Regions from separate parts of the Pan troglodytes genome. Here region 1 is linked to region 2. A link is a contact called in public Hi-C data. All regions are on one chromosome and are shown on one strand. The core of a region is the stretch at or near the end of the contact, and the rest is flanking DNA. Distances in the headings are between cores, read along the strand shown. Region 1 overlaps RTN4IP1 (reticulon 4 interacting protein 1). Region 2 holds the start of CD24 (CD24 molecule).

Region 1 (6,790 bases), core at 3,530-6,029, 360 kb after region 2:
TGGGAGGCCAAGGCGGGCGGATCACGAGGTCAGGAGATCGAGACCATCTTGGCTAACACGGTGAAACCCTGTCTCTACTGAAAATACAAAAAATTAGCCAGGTGCAGTGGCGGGCGCCTGTAGTCCCAGCTACTCAGGAGGCTGAGGCAGGAGAATGGTGTGAACCCAGGAGGCGGAGCTTGCAGTGAGCCGAGATCACACCACTGCAGTCCAGCCTGGGCGACAGAGCAAGACTCCATCTCAAAAAAAAGAAAAAAAAAATGAAGAAAAGTATACTTTCTATTCATTAAGTGGATCATCATAAAGATTTTCATCCTTGTTGTCTTCAAGTTACTAGAAAGAGGAGGAGTAGGAAGAAGAAGGGTTGGTTTTGCTGGTCTCAGAGGTGGCAGAGGCAGGAAATCCACGTATAAGTGGACTTGCACAATTCAAACCCCTGTTGTTCAAGGGTCAGCTGGATTCCTGTGAAGGTAAATGTGCTTAATTGTGTTCATAGGTTTGCAAGTCATTGCTTATTTTTGACTGTTGTCTTCAAATGTAGGTCTCTCACAAACCCAAATCACTCACTCATACTCAAGCTGCCTCTTTGCCATATGTGGCTCTCACAGCCTGGTCTGCTATAAACAAAGTTGGTGGCCTGAATGACAAGAATTGCACAGGAAAACGGTAAGTGTATCAGTCAGTGGCAGCATCTAAACCTCTTTTCTTTCCTTCTGTGAGTTCCTTGCAGTAGATTTGTCAGAGCTTTGAAATTTAGTATCATTTACACAAACAGAGCTGTACTAACATTTGAAAACAGTTTCCAAAGCATTCTATTTGTGTCAGTTTGCACTTTCTTAGCTTCATTCTGTGGATTCTCAGCCCAATCACTTGGGAATTTTTTAACTGAGATGTGTGGATGGAATGGACTTTAGGAGTCAGAACCTTCTAAAATAATGCAAAATTTTATATGTGATTGTCTAGGAAGAAGATCCATATCTTTTTTTAATGAAATTCCTAAAAAGGTTAAGAATCATCCCATACAGTTTCTAAAGAATGATGTCAAGGTGAAGATGTTTTTTCCCTACCTCTCCCAGGAGTTATTCTCACGCTTGCATATTTCTATAAAGGGACTGCATAACTATTGAATATTCTTAAGTTCTCTCAGTCTCAATGCCTAATATCCATTAGGTCAATTCTGATTCCCCAATGCCTTGAGCGTGTACTCATTTGGGTTAGCAGCAACATGGTGACCAGAAATGTCTCAGATGTACTTGAGTTTATATGTAGATTCTGTTGCTTTCCAGCTGGGTGACCCACTCACTCACTTTTTAATGAGTTTTGTTTTGAAGGTTAAATGAGGTAATGCACATTAAACTGGTGACACAGTTTATGGCACGTGGGAGGCACTCAGTAAATGGTGGCTACTGTTGTTAGCAAGGAGATTGTGGTGTTCCTTGTATTTTAGAAAGTTGCCATCATAGAGAAAACTGATGATTTTGTTTTTTGTTGAGAAAACTAGATACTAAGGACTGTTTAACAATTGTAAGGAAGGAAGGAGCTGTAGGTCAAACTATAATAAATTAAAATAACCTAGTTTTTTTGTTATTACTAAGGATTGTGTTGGTAACATAACTGAAGTCTGTGTGATTCTGTTCTATTGTTATGAAACATTGCACTTTACATTTAATGTGTTCGGTAATAGAGCATTAAATTTTATGAAAGTTTAATAGCTGTATTTTTGAAAACTTACAAAAGCTATTCATCTAGTGAGGTACTACCCTTCCTTATCTTAGAATTCAAGGTAAGTATTTATTCTAAAGGTCAACCCTGTTTACTTTTTAAGCTATTGTGGCTTATCTTTCTTGAAGTTGCCATTTTGGTCAACACTTTGTTTAAATTAAATTAGTTCTGACCACATAGATTTTTCTAATGGTTTCTCTTAGTTAATAACCTTGCAAAAACCTTATTGAAGATTTTTAGACCTGTATTGTAATTGTAGACTCTGCAACAGCATTGGTTTTATTGTTTTGTTTTTTCCTTTAAAAACATTGTTTTCTATGCCTGCATGACTGTATGTGCACTATTGTTAGAGAGCTCTCATTTCTTTTACTGGTTCAGGGCTCTGTGGACTTACTTTTAATATACTGTAAAAAACAATTTAGAAGATAAGAAAAAATTTAAAAATTTAGAGACAAAGGTCTGTCTCTTCTTAGAGACATTGGTGTGAGTCCTCAGTTTGTTGTTGGCTTTGTGGGTAATTCTTTGGTACTCTGTTATCTTCTGTTTAAGCAACAATGGCCTGGAACTGGGAAGTTGGAGCCCTGGGTCCTGTTCTGCCATTAACTAACCAGGTGACCACATGCTATATATTTATGGTCTCTTTGTGGTTTCCTCTGAGTTTATGAGTATAGGACAGTGTAGGTTTTGAGGAGAGCTTTGAGAAATGGAAAGTTTTAGACCTTATTAGGTGATGATATCTTATATTGAGTTGGGTCTGTTTATTGATTTAGCCAATGTTAACCAATATAGAGTGAAACCCATTGCAAAGAGTCTCAATAATTCACATCATGGACTTCTGCTGCATTCACATGTTGTGATCTGTAGGACACATTTGTCCTGAGTGACTCAGTGAGCACAGTGAGACCTTGCTGTCTTAGTCCGTTCAGGCTATTATCACAAAATACCATAAACTGGTGGCTTAAAAACAAGAGAAATTTATTTCTCACAGTTGTGGAGGCTGGGAAGCCTGAGATCAAGGTGACATCAGGTTTTGTGTCTGGTGAGGACCAACTTTCTGGTTCTTTAACAGTGCTTTCTCGCTTGTCCTCATATTCTGGAAGGGGTGAGGATATCTCTGGGGTCTCTCTCTCTCTTATAAGAGCACAAATCCCATTCATGAGGGTTCTGCTTGCATGACCTAATCACCCCACCTCCTAATACCATCACCCTGGGGGTTAGGATTTCAACATACGAATTTTGGTGGGACACAAACATTACAAACATTCAGACCATAGCACTTGGTACTTGCTGCTCTCAGAAATTTCGGTTTACTGAAATTACCACACATGGGTTATAATAATGGCCTACTTCTTTTAACTGCTTATTTGTGAGAGTCACATGAGAGATGTGAGCACCTTAAAATACTGTAAAAATACTTTTAATGAAGAAATTCTATAATGAGATTTTATTGTACCTAAACTCAGAAGTTCCAGTGTCCAAAGTGGATTTTCCATTTGACTATTCATTGTAATTGATGGAGCATATTTTGGCTTCAATATGGTAAACAATAACTGTTCTTTTTCTGTTAGCTATTGGCATTAAGGCATGCCTTAGTCTGCACAAAGCAGATCAGTATTTGTTATCAAAGATGAATCATCTTTTTTTTCTAATCAGTTAATTAAAAAAAAAAAATTAACAATGACAAAAACACCTATCAGCACCTTGGAAGATTTTACAGGATTTCTTTATAACAAACAGCTTATTTGAAATTAGGACAAATCTTTCTAAGGGTTCGATGATGTTTACCTTTTCCCCCCTTTGTTCTGTAGTTACTTTTCTGCAGCAGCTGAGTATCAGTGAACCAAGGAAATAGTTTATTCTTGATGTCATATAATACTGTCATTTTGTCCACACATTGATATCATTAGAAAATGTCAAGTGAGGCCAGGTGTGGTGGCTCACGCCTGTAATCCCAGCACTTTGGGAGGCCGAGGTGGGTGGATCAAGAGGTCAGGAGATCGAGACTATCCTGGCCAACATGGTGAAACCCCGTCGCTACTAAAAATACAAAAATTAGCTGGACGTGGTGGCACACACATGTAGTTCAAGCTACTCAGGAGCCTGAGGCAGGAGAATCATTTGAACCACAGAGTTGGAGGTTGTAGTGAGCTGAGATTGTGCCACGGTACTCCAGCCTGGTGACAGAGCAAGACTCCATCTCGAAACAAAAAAAAAGAAAAAGAAAATGTCAAGTGAAAATTATTTCCTTTTTATCAGCCCATCTATAGTTTCTTCATGATTTGTTCAGTAGGAACACATAGATAACTTAGGGCTCTCAAGATAAGTAGAAATTTTTTTAAAAAGTTGTTACAACCGGATATTTTTTGAATATGGTAAGATTTGATGGTTTTATTTATTGGTAGTGTCATCGGTGCACTTGAATATTTCATGCTCTGCCTGAAATTCATGTCTTGCCGGGAAAGTTGTACTTCACTCTGTTTGACAGAAGTATTAAAAGGTGTTAGGTGTAGTGTTGCGTGCCTGTAGTCCCAGCTACTCAGGAGGCTGAGGCAGGAGGATTGCTTGAACACGGGAGGCAGAGGTTACAGTGAGCCGAGATCATGCCACTGCACTCCATCCTGGGCAACAGAGTTAGGAATTGAACTATTCCTCCTCCACAAAATAAATTTCACTTTTAAATTGTGTATACTTGCAACTCAATGAAGTGAATTTAGGAATACTTTTTTTTTGATATTAGGTTTTATGGCAGTAAAATTTTGTCATGTAAGTGTAAATTAGGTGTCTGATTAATTCTGATATAGAATTATAGAATTAGGCCCAGAGTTAAAAACATTGGGTTTATTCCCTACCAATATGCTTATATTAAAATTAAAATGACAGCCTTCTTCTTTCAAATGCATTCTAAGGCCTTTTCTTCACCCCACCACCACCTGTTTCTTCCCACTCCCCAAGCCCATTACCCTTTTGCACTTTAAGTTTTCATTTGCACCTGACTGGGTTGTATTGTTAGGGGGGTAAGGGGAAGTAGAAAGAAACCCCAGCTGTTTTCTTGCATAAACAAAGTATGGGGTTGAGGAGGCAAGGAGAGTGAGAGTGGAGGCTCTGGCTTGGTCAGTGTGATGGAAATGAATCTTCCTTTGCTTCAGGTCTATTTTCCAGGGAGTCCTGGGTGGGGGGGCGGGGGCGGTGGGCACTTAAAAGAATAGCAGAAACCTCACTCCTGGAAATTTGTGTTTTATACAATAGCTTTCTAAGTGACTAGGTTAACTATCTCGTGAGGTTATAAGTCATTTACTCTTCAATGGACTGTAATCTAGCTTCTAGCCTTGCCTTTCAATTGCATCTGCCCTCACTGGGGTCGTAGCTAACTTAAGTGACTTAAGTTGCCAAGCCCAAAGACATTTTTCAGTTCTTATTTTATTTTAATTTGACCTCTCTGAAGTAGCTGGCATTGTTGACCACTTCCTAAATACTTACTTTTCATATGGTTTCAGGGACATTAAGACTTTTAAGTTTTCTTTTTTTGTTGTTGACCATTTCTTGTCATTTTTAGAAGCCCCACTTCTTCCTCCAGCCCTTTAAATGTGCTGTTTTCCCAGTATTCCACTCTATTCTTCCTTTTTGTTTCCCAGGGTTATCTCATCTACTCCCAACTTCTACTTATAGTTTGGTAACTTACAGATCTATATTTCTAACTCTGTGCTCTTACTGAGTTCCAGTTAGATGTTCTCTTTATATCTCAAACTCAACTTGAGCAAAACAACGCTTACCAACTACCACCCCAACTCTTCCTCTGTAATCCTAATGTCAGTTAATTGTGGTTTACCCTAAGTCAAAACCTGACATTTTTCATAAACCCTGCTCTCTCACCTTCCTCAGCACTAGTCATTATTGTTCGTGTCATGTAAAATGTAAGATTGTTGCCAAATTTGGAACAATGTCTTCCAAGTTCCTTTTATATGCCAGCTATAAGATTTGTGAACCCAAAATATCTGAGACAGGTCTCAGTCAATTTAGAAAGTTTATTTTGGCAAGGTTAAGGACACGCCTGTGACACAGCCTCAGGATGACATGCACCCAAGGTGGTCAGGGTGCAACTTGCTTTTATATATTTTTGGAAGACAATACATCCATCAATACACATAAGATTTACATTGGTCTGATCTTGAAGGGTGAGACCTCTTGAAGAGGGGTGGGCTTCCAAGTGATAGGTAGATTTAAAAATTTTCTGATTGGCAGTTGGTTGAAAGATTTATTATAAGTGAAATGGAATGTCTGGGTTAAGCTAAGGGGTTGTAGAGACCTAGGTTTTGTCATGCAGATGAAGCCTCCAAGTAGCCAGCTTTAGAGAGAATAGACTGTAAATGTTTCCTATCAGATTGAAGGTCTGTGTTGATGTTAATGCTGCAGGGGTATAATGAGGCCTGCAACCTCCTCTGCCATCATGAGCAGAACTAGATTTTCAGGCAACTCTGGAATGTCCTTGGCCAAAAAGAGGAGTCCATTCAGTTGGCTGGGGCCTTAGAATTTTGTTTTTGGTTTACAGATTTCAAGGCATTTCACGTTTTCTTGTGTAGTGAATAAGCCTAAAATACTGTTGTATTTTAATGAACAATCCTGATTAGTTTGTTGTTAACCTCTTCCATATAGTGTTGTCTTGTAAATTCTTACATTTTTTTAATTGGAGGAATTTTCCACAGACTAGCTTCTGGCTTTGTACATTTCAAACCTTGTTTAACTTTCTTTCTCCTTCACTACTCACATGACCCTGTGCTGGGTGCAGTGATACACAGCTTTAAGGAAATGTCATGTGGCTTAGGTGAGTTGACTTAGTGAGAGGTAGGAAGAAATTCCTGGAAGGCATTTCTTAAACTAGGACAGCTAGGGATAACTTAACTCTACACAGAAGTGACTACGAACCACATCAGTATTTTCCACTAAACCCCAAACAAGTATATTTCCAATCAACTTCCCTTTAGCTAGATCTAGTATCACCTGAGAAAAAAGCAAGACTGATGAGTAAGAGTGAAAAAAGACCAATCTTAACTGATTGTGGTTAGCATATCTT
Region 2 (6,572 bases), core at 4,042-6,541:
TTTATTCTTAAAATTTATTATTTATTTATTTTTTGAGACAGGGTCTCCTTCTTTGCCCAGGCCAGAGTGCAGTGGTACCACCTTAGCTCATTGCAGCCTCAAACTCCTGGGCTCAAGTAATCCTTCTGCCTCAGCCGCCCAAAGTGCTGGGATTACAAGTGTGAGCCACCCCCGGCCAGTTTTGGTTTTTTAAACACAAAGTACCATGCTGTACACACAGTTATGTATCTTGCTTTTTTCACTTAAGAATTTATCTTGGATTTTCCCCTGTAGTATAGATTATGTTCCTTTACTCTTTTTAATGACTTCATAATATTTCATGATATGACAGTGCTGCAACAAATCCCTGAATATACATTATTCTGCATTTGTAGAAATTTATCTGTAGGTTAAATTCTTTTTTTTTTTTTTTTGTCACCCAGGCTGGAGTGCAGTGGCATGATCTCAGTCCACTGCAACCTCTGCCTCCTGGGTTCAAGCAATTCTCCTGTCTCAGCCTCCCAAGTAGCTGGGATTACAGGCATGTGCCACCATGCCTGGCTAATTTTTGTATTTTTAGTAGAGACAACGTTTCACCTTGTTGGCCAGGCTGGTCTCAAACTCCTGACCTCAGGCGATCTGCCCGCCTCGGCCTCCCAAAGTGCTAGGATTACAGGCATGAGCCACTGCGCTCGGCCAGGTTAAATTCTTAAAATAAGGAGAATGTGCATTTTTAATACTGAGAGATGTCAAATTCCTTTCCATAATCCCATCAGCATCGACGAGAAAGACTTTTCTTGCATCCTTGCCAATACAAGGGAGACACCAAATTTAAATTCTGGCAAAAGAGGTTAAGAGTTGCTTCTTTCTTTTATTTCAAACACCCCAGAATTGTGACTGTTTTCAGATGCAAATTGAATAATAGGATGCTTACCTCTAAGCATCCTATTATTCAATTTGCATCTGAAAACAGTCACAATTCTTTCTCTTTACATTTGTTTTCTGGTCTCAACGAGGGTTAAGAGAATTTGAGTGACTCTACAGGGGGAAAAAGGAAGTAAAGTCAAAGAAAATCATCGTGGTTTATTAGCTTTATAAGGATTCCAAAATGCAGGGCTTTTTACATTCAGCACAAGAGTTGTTTTTGTTTTCCTGACAGTGAGCGCGTAAGGTCCCAGTGGCCAGCAGGGGGCAGCACGTCCACACAGAGAGTCCGGCTGGGACGCCACCAGCTGATTCAACATGCTGCAGCTACTGGACCTAGGACCTCATCAGTCAGAAATGCAAACTCACTTTGTTACCTTCACTGCCTTCTCATGATTGGCAGTGAAGAACAAAGCTCCACTGAAAGACCCGGATAAATGGAAATATTCCATTTATGCCAACCAAGTGCAGGGTGGCACAGAATTAAGAGGGAAAAGAGGGCCGGGCGCGGTGGCTCACACCCAAATCCCAGCATTTTGGGAGGCCAAGGCGGGCAGATCACAAGGTGAGGAGTTCCAGACCAGCCTGACCAACATGGTGAAACCCCGTCTCTACTAAAAATACAAAAATTAGCCGGGCGTAGTGGCGCGCGCCTGTAGTCCCAGCTACTCAGGAGGCTGAGGCAGGAGAATCACTTGAACCCGGAAGGCGAAGGTTGCAATGAGCCGAGATCACGCCACTGCACTACAGCCTGGGCGACAGAGTGAGACTCCATCTCAAAAAAAAAAAGAGTATTATGAACACAACTAAGAATTGCATCATGTTGTAGAACAGAATTTATATTAAATATTTGATTATTCCAGCCACTATTTGTGCTATAAAGCACAGATGGAACACCTTTATTGGATTCACATTATATTTCATACCTATTTTGCCAAAAGTGCTAAAAATGTCAAATAATTAACCCCTGTGTCTTCTGTTCCTCTAGAAACAGGATTTATTATTTTATCTTAAAAAGCAAATTAACCTGTTTCCTTAATATTAGTCCATTCAACTAGCAAATACTGATTGCATGCCAGGTGCAGTGGATATTGGGTAGGCAAGACATAGTCTCTCGGGAGGCTAAGACAGGAGAATGGCTTGAACCAGGGAGGTGAAGGTTGCAATGAGCCACTGCACTCCGTCCTGAGTGACGGAGTGAGGCCCTGTCTACAAAAAAAAAAAAAGAGAGAGAAAGTGGTGGTGCAGGATTCAAATCCATATTTGACCCCAGAATCCACTATGTGCTATGCCAGTCTGGTCTCAGGTCTGCCCTTAGAAATTGTAGGCATTGTCCGGGCACGGTGGCTCATGCATGCAATCCCAGCACTTTGGGAGACTGAGGCGGGCAGATCACCTGAGGCCAGGAGTTCGAGACCAGCCTGGTCAACATGGTGAAACCCTGTCTCTACTAAAAAAATATAAAAATTAGCCAGGCATGGTGGCAGGCACCTGTAATCCCAGCTACTTGGGAGGCTGAGGCAGGAGAATCGCTTGAACCTGGGAGGCAGAGGTTGCAGTGAGCCGAGATCGTGCCATTGCACTCCAGCCTGGGAAACAAGAGCAAGACTTCGTCTCCAAAAAAAAAAAAAAAAGAAAAGAAATTGTAAGCATTGCTCCTCCCTCAGTATTCTCAGAAGAGAACCAGCATCAAATGAGGGAGTTTTTCATACTATCTCATGAAAGCTATGAAAACTGAAAGTTATAACTTTCCACACATACATCAATTTATGCAATCAATCTGTTTCAAAATCATTCTATACCACACTTTCTCTATAAAATGGAAATTGGCCATGTGTCTCAACAAAAAGTTCAGGATAACTGGTAAGAGTCTCAATTTGTTAGTGGCGTGAGTTATTATTGGCTAAGGTTTTTTTTTTTTTTTTTTGAGACAGAGTCTTGCTCTGTCATCCAGGCTGGAGTGCAGTGGCATGATCTTGGGTCACTGCAACCTCCGCCTCCTGGGTTCAAGCGATTCTCCTGCCTCAGCCTCCCGAGTAGCTGGGACTACAGGCGTGTGCCACCATGCCCAGGTAATTTTTTGTATTTTTAGTAGAGATGGGGTTTCATCATGTTAGCCAGGATGGTCTCGATCTCCTGATCATGTGATCTGCCTGCCTCGGCCTCCCAAAGTGCTGGGATTATAGGCATGAGCCACTGCACCCAGCCGTGGCTCAGGTTTTATTAGCAAACAAACTATGAAAAACCAGGAGAAGTGGATAAAGAATAGGAAGAAAGAATCACAAACCAAAAGAACTGCAAAGGAAAAATCAGGCAGTTTTCTTGAGTTTCTAGCTGTACAGGAAAAGGGTAGGGTGGAGACCTGTAAAGAGAAGTATCTTACCTGTGTTGGGCCTCCAGTTGTCAAAGTCCTGGGCAACACCCCCGGTAGGATGCCCAGGGGGAACTCCTGGGCAGAGGTGAAGGGCTTTGCTATGTGAATTATCCAGTCTCATTAGCTGGTGATGAAATGGTTCACAAAGCACAGATTCTGAGTGCCTTGCCAGTTTTGGGAATTATTTGGAGACTGATATTCTTTCACGTATCACACAGTGGCAGAGAAGGTAATTACCTTCTGGTTGCTGGCACCTTCAGTGGAAGAGCAAATAAGTGAGAGCTGCTACTCTGAGGCAGGCAGTATTCTAACACTTATATATACAATAACTCTTTAATAACTAATTAGTAATGATGTTATTATCTCCATTTTATAGATGAAGGAACTGAGGCTTTTTGTCTCCAGCAAAATTAGCAGAGCCACGGTTTGAACTCTGGCAGTCTGTCTTTAGAGGCTGTCTTATCCTAGGAATACCACCAGTTAGTTCAACAAGCAGCTTGTGGAGGACATAGTATGTTCCTTGCCTTGGAACCCGGCACTCCTGAGTCACAAACAGTCCATTTTTTTCACCCGGAAAAGGAATGGAGAAGCTGGGCCAGACTATTTCTTTTTTCTTTTTTTTTGAGACAGAGTTTTGCTCTTGTTGCCCAGGCTGGAATGCAATGGCCTGATCTCTGCTCACTGCAACCTCCACCTCTCAGGTTCAAGCTATTCTCCTGCCTCAGCCTCCCAAGTAGCTGGGATTACAGGTATGAGCAACCATGCATGGCTAATTTTGGATTTTTAGTAGAGACTAGATTTTAGGTTTCACCATGTTGGTCAGGTTGGTCTGGAACTCCTGACCTCAGGTGATCAGCCCTCCTCAGCCTCCTAAAGTGCTGGGATTACAGGTGTGAGCCACCACGCCCGGCCAAAGTATTTCTATATAATGTGGTACGGTACACTGTTAAACAGGAAAGTCCACTGGTGCTCGACAGAAATTCTTGTGTTCCCAAGCACATCTTAAACGTGCTTGGAAAATTACTGAGCTAAAGTGACTGACCTTGAAGGCACAAACCGATTCAGTCACTATTCAGTCAACAGACCTACTGCAGATTTCATTGTCACTTTGCTTCCCTGAAACTTACTTTGTTTTAATGAGACTGCCACGCAAAAGTGAAATTTAAACAAATTTAGAATCTTACTACTCTGTGGTTTACTTTAAAGACCGAAAAATGCTTGGGCTAAACCTTAAATAAAAGTATTAAGTCTTGCAATTAAAAATTGAACCAAAAGTACTAACGAGAGTGTTCTGCAAAACTGAAATTTAAACAAATTTACAACCATACTAGGTTTGGTCTCTGCTGTTTGCTTTAAAGACTGAAAAACACTTGGGCTAAACCTTCAATAAAAAGATTAAGTCTTGCAATTAAAATTTAAACTCAAAATACTCCACCAGTAAAATTACTTCAACTTTTGTTGTATGCTTGAAAGTTTTCACAATAAGATGGATAGGAAAGAAGTATTCCACCAAAATCTAAAGAGTGATGACGAATCTCCTCTTTGTGCCGGTTCATTAAATTGCCTAATGGCAACTACGGATAAGTAAATGCCTTTATCTCGAACGGTTCTGCTCTTTAAACGAATGACGGGCAACAGAGACCGAAAAAGTGTATCCCCAGGAATTCGAGAGGGACGGTGAATTGTAGTGGGACCGCCAGGAGGGGAGGTTCCTGCCCCCGAGTAGAACCTGGGAGCAGAGCCGCTCGGGGAGGGCGGTGGGGGCTTCAGGGCCGCGGAGGGGGTCCCCTCAGGGTGGGCCGTCTCCTCCTCGCCCGCCGCAGGCAGGAGCGCGGGGGACCGAAACCCTGTAGTTTGCAGCGTCAGGCAGCGGGTCCGCGCCCAGCGAGCGGCTCCCCAGCTCCTGGGAGGATGCGGACCCGGGACGCCCCCGTGAGCTCACGGCGCCTGGCTGACACGAGGCGCTCACAGAACAAAGCAAGGGCTTCGGGGAGGGCGCGGCCGCGGGGCCGAGCGCGCAGATCGCTCCGGACCCGGACACCGCCTGCGAGGAGCGCCGACCAGGCGGGAAGGGTTCGCGCTAGGCGGCGCCCGGGTCCCGTCGGCCAGAGTGAGCGTCCGGCCCGCGTCCGCGCCACGCCCGCCGCGTTCGCCTTTCCTCTGCGGCGGGCCGAGAGATAACCCTGCCCGAGGGGTCCCGGCGCCCGCCCCCCACGCGGTCGCACTGGAATTCGCGGCCCCTCTCGGGTCCCCGGGGCGCATTTTGCAGTCTGGGTGGCAACGCACTTGCTCCAGGACCGGCGGCTACCCCGCCGCAGCGGAGGCGCGGACTTTTCTTTTGGGGGGTAAGATGGCAGGTCCCGGGAAACAAAGGAAACTTGGGCCCGGCCCCCAGCGCGGCGTGTGTGGCTCGCGTGTGTGCCCCGGGTCCTGTGTAGGAGTCGCTGGGCGCCTGTGCCAGCCTGCCCGCAGCCCGCAGCCGGCGCGGGGATACCAGCCGGGTACCAGCAGCCGGCGGCGCCCGCCCACCTGCAGCGGCGCCCGCCCGGGGGGCTCCCGGCCCGCGAGGGCCGGAGCGGCGGTGGCGGTGGCGGCGGCGGCGGCGGGGGCGCTGGGGAACCCGGAGCGGGGCGGGGAAGGCGGGGAGGCGGCGGGCGGCGGCGGAGGGGAGCCGGGGTGGGCGGGCGGCGCCACGTCACGGCTATTGTGGCTTTCCTGGTATATAAGGTCTCGCCGGCTCGCCGCGCTCCCCACCTTGCCTGCGCCCGCCCGGAGCCAGCGGTTCTCCAAGCACCCAGCATCCTGCTAGACGCGCCGCGCACCGACGGAGGGGACATGGGCAGAGCAATGGTGGCCAGGCTCGGGCTGGGGCTGCTGCTGCTGGCACTGCTCCTACCCACGCAGGTGAGGCCCTGGCGCCCGGCGGGGCTCGAGGGCCGTTCCCGGGGTGGGGGCAGGGGAGATGGACCCGGTCCCGGGGGACCGTCCTGCGCTTCTACCTCGGGCCACGGACAGGGACCGGGAGAGAATCTTGCTTAGCTGACCAGGGGAGAGGGCCATGTGGACCCCATTTTTCCATTCCCTTGCGTGCTTCCCCCTCCCCTCCCACGGCCCTGGGAACAATGCAGCTCCGCGTGCGGGCTGAGAGGACCCTGCCCCACCCCAGGTTCCACGCTGTCCCTTCCCAGGCAGCCAGGTGCCTACTTCCCACTTTCACCCAGAGGCCCGAGGTGCCTGCAGGGATTAGCGCCTGGAGAGCTCGGGCTCCCTGGGGACGTTGTCCCTGGGTCCCTGA

The links. A called contact is a pair of places that touch in the nucleus more often than the background predicts.
Region 1: a Hi-C map of induced pluripotent stem cells shows a contact between it and region 2, with 1.9 times the contacts expected there. The contact joins the enhancer-like site here to the promoter of CD24 in region 2. A contact is called at or near these places in 2 of 7 Hi-C or Micro-C datasets (induced pluripotent stem cells and stem cell-derived neural progenitor cells) and 1 of 1 datasets of contacts at active chromatin or transcription factors (stem cell-derived excitatory neurons).

What each region holds. Positions count from the first base shown.
Region 1 is chr5:118,526,555-118,533,344 of NHGRI_mPanTro3-v2.0_pri, reverse strand. RTN4IP1 (reticulon 4 interacting protein 1) reads left to right here. Exons shown (of 12, transcript XR_010158133.1): 4 at 542-666. Among named protein-coding and RNA genes, the nearest start is that of QRSL1, 13 kb to the left of the region's middle. Within about 2 kb of position 4,779, at least 2 of the 24 cell types and tissues checked have an H3K27ac peak or open chromatin away from gene starts, as enhancers often do. A contact at or near this core is called in induced pluripotent stem cells, where this site is marked.
Region 2 is chr5:118,886,388-118,892,959 of NHGRI_mPanTro3-v2.0_pri, reverse strand. It overlaps CD24 (CD24 molecule), which reads left to right and starts at 5,291. Exons shown (of 3, transcript XM_024357344.2): 1 at 5,291-5,622; 2 at 6,005-6,181. The coding sequence starts at 6,113.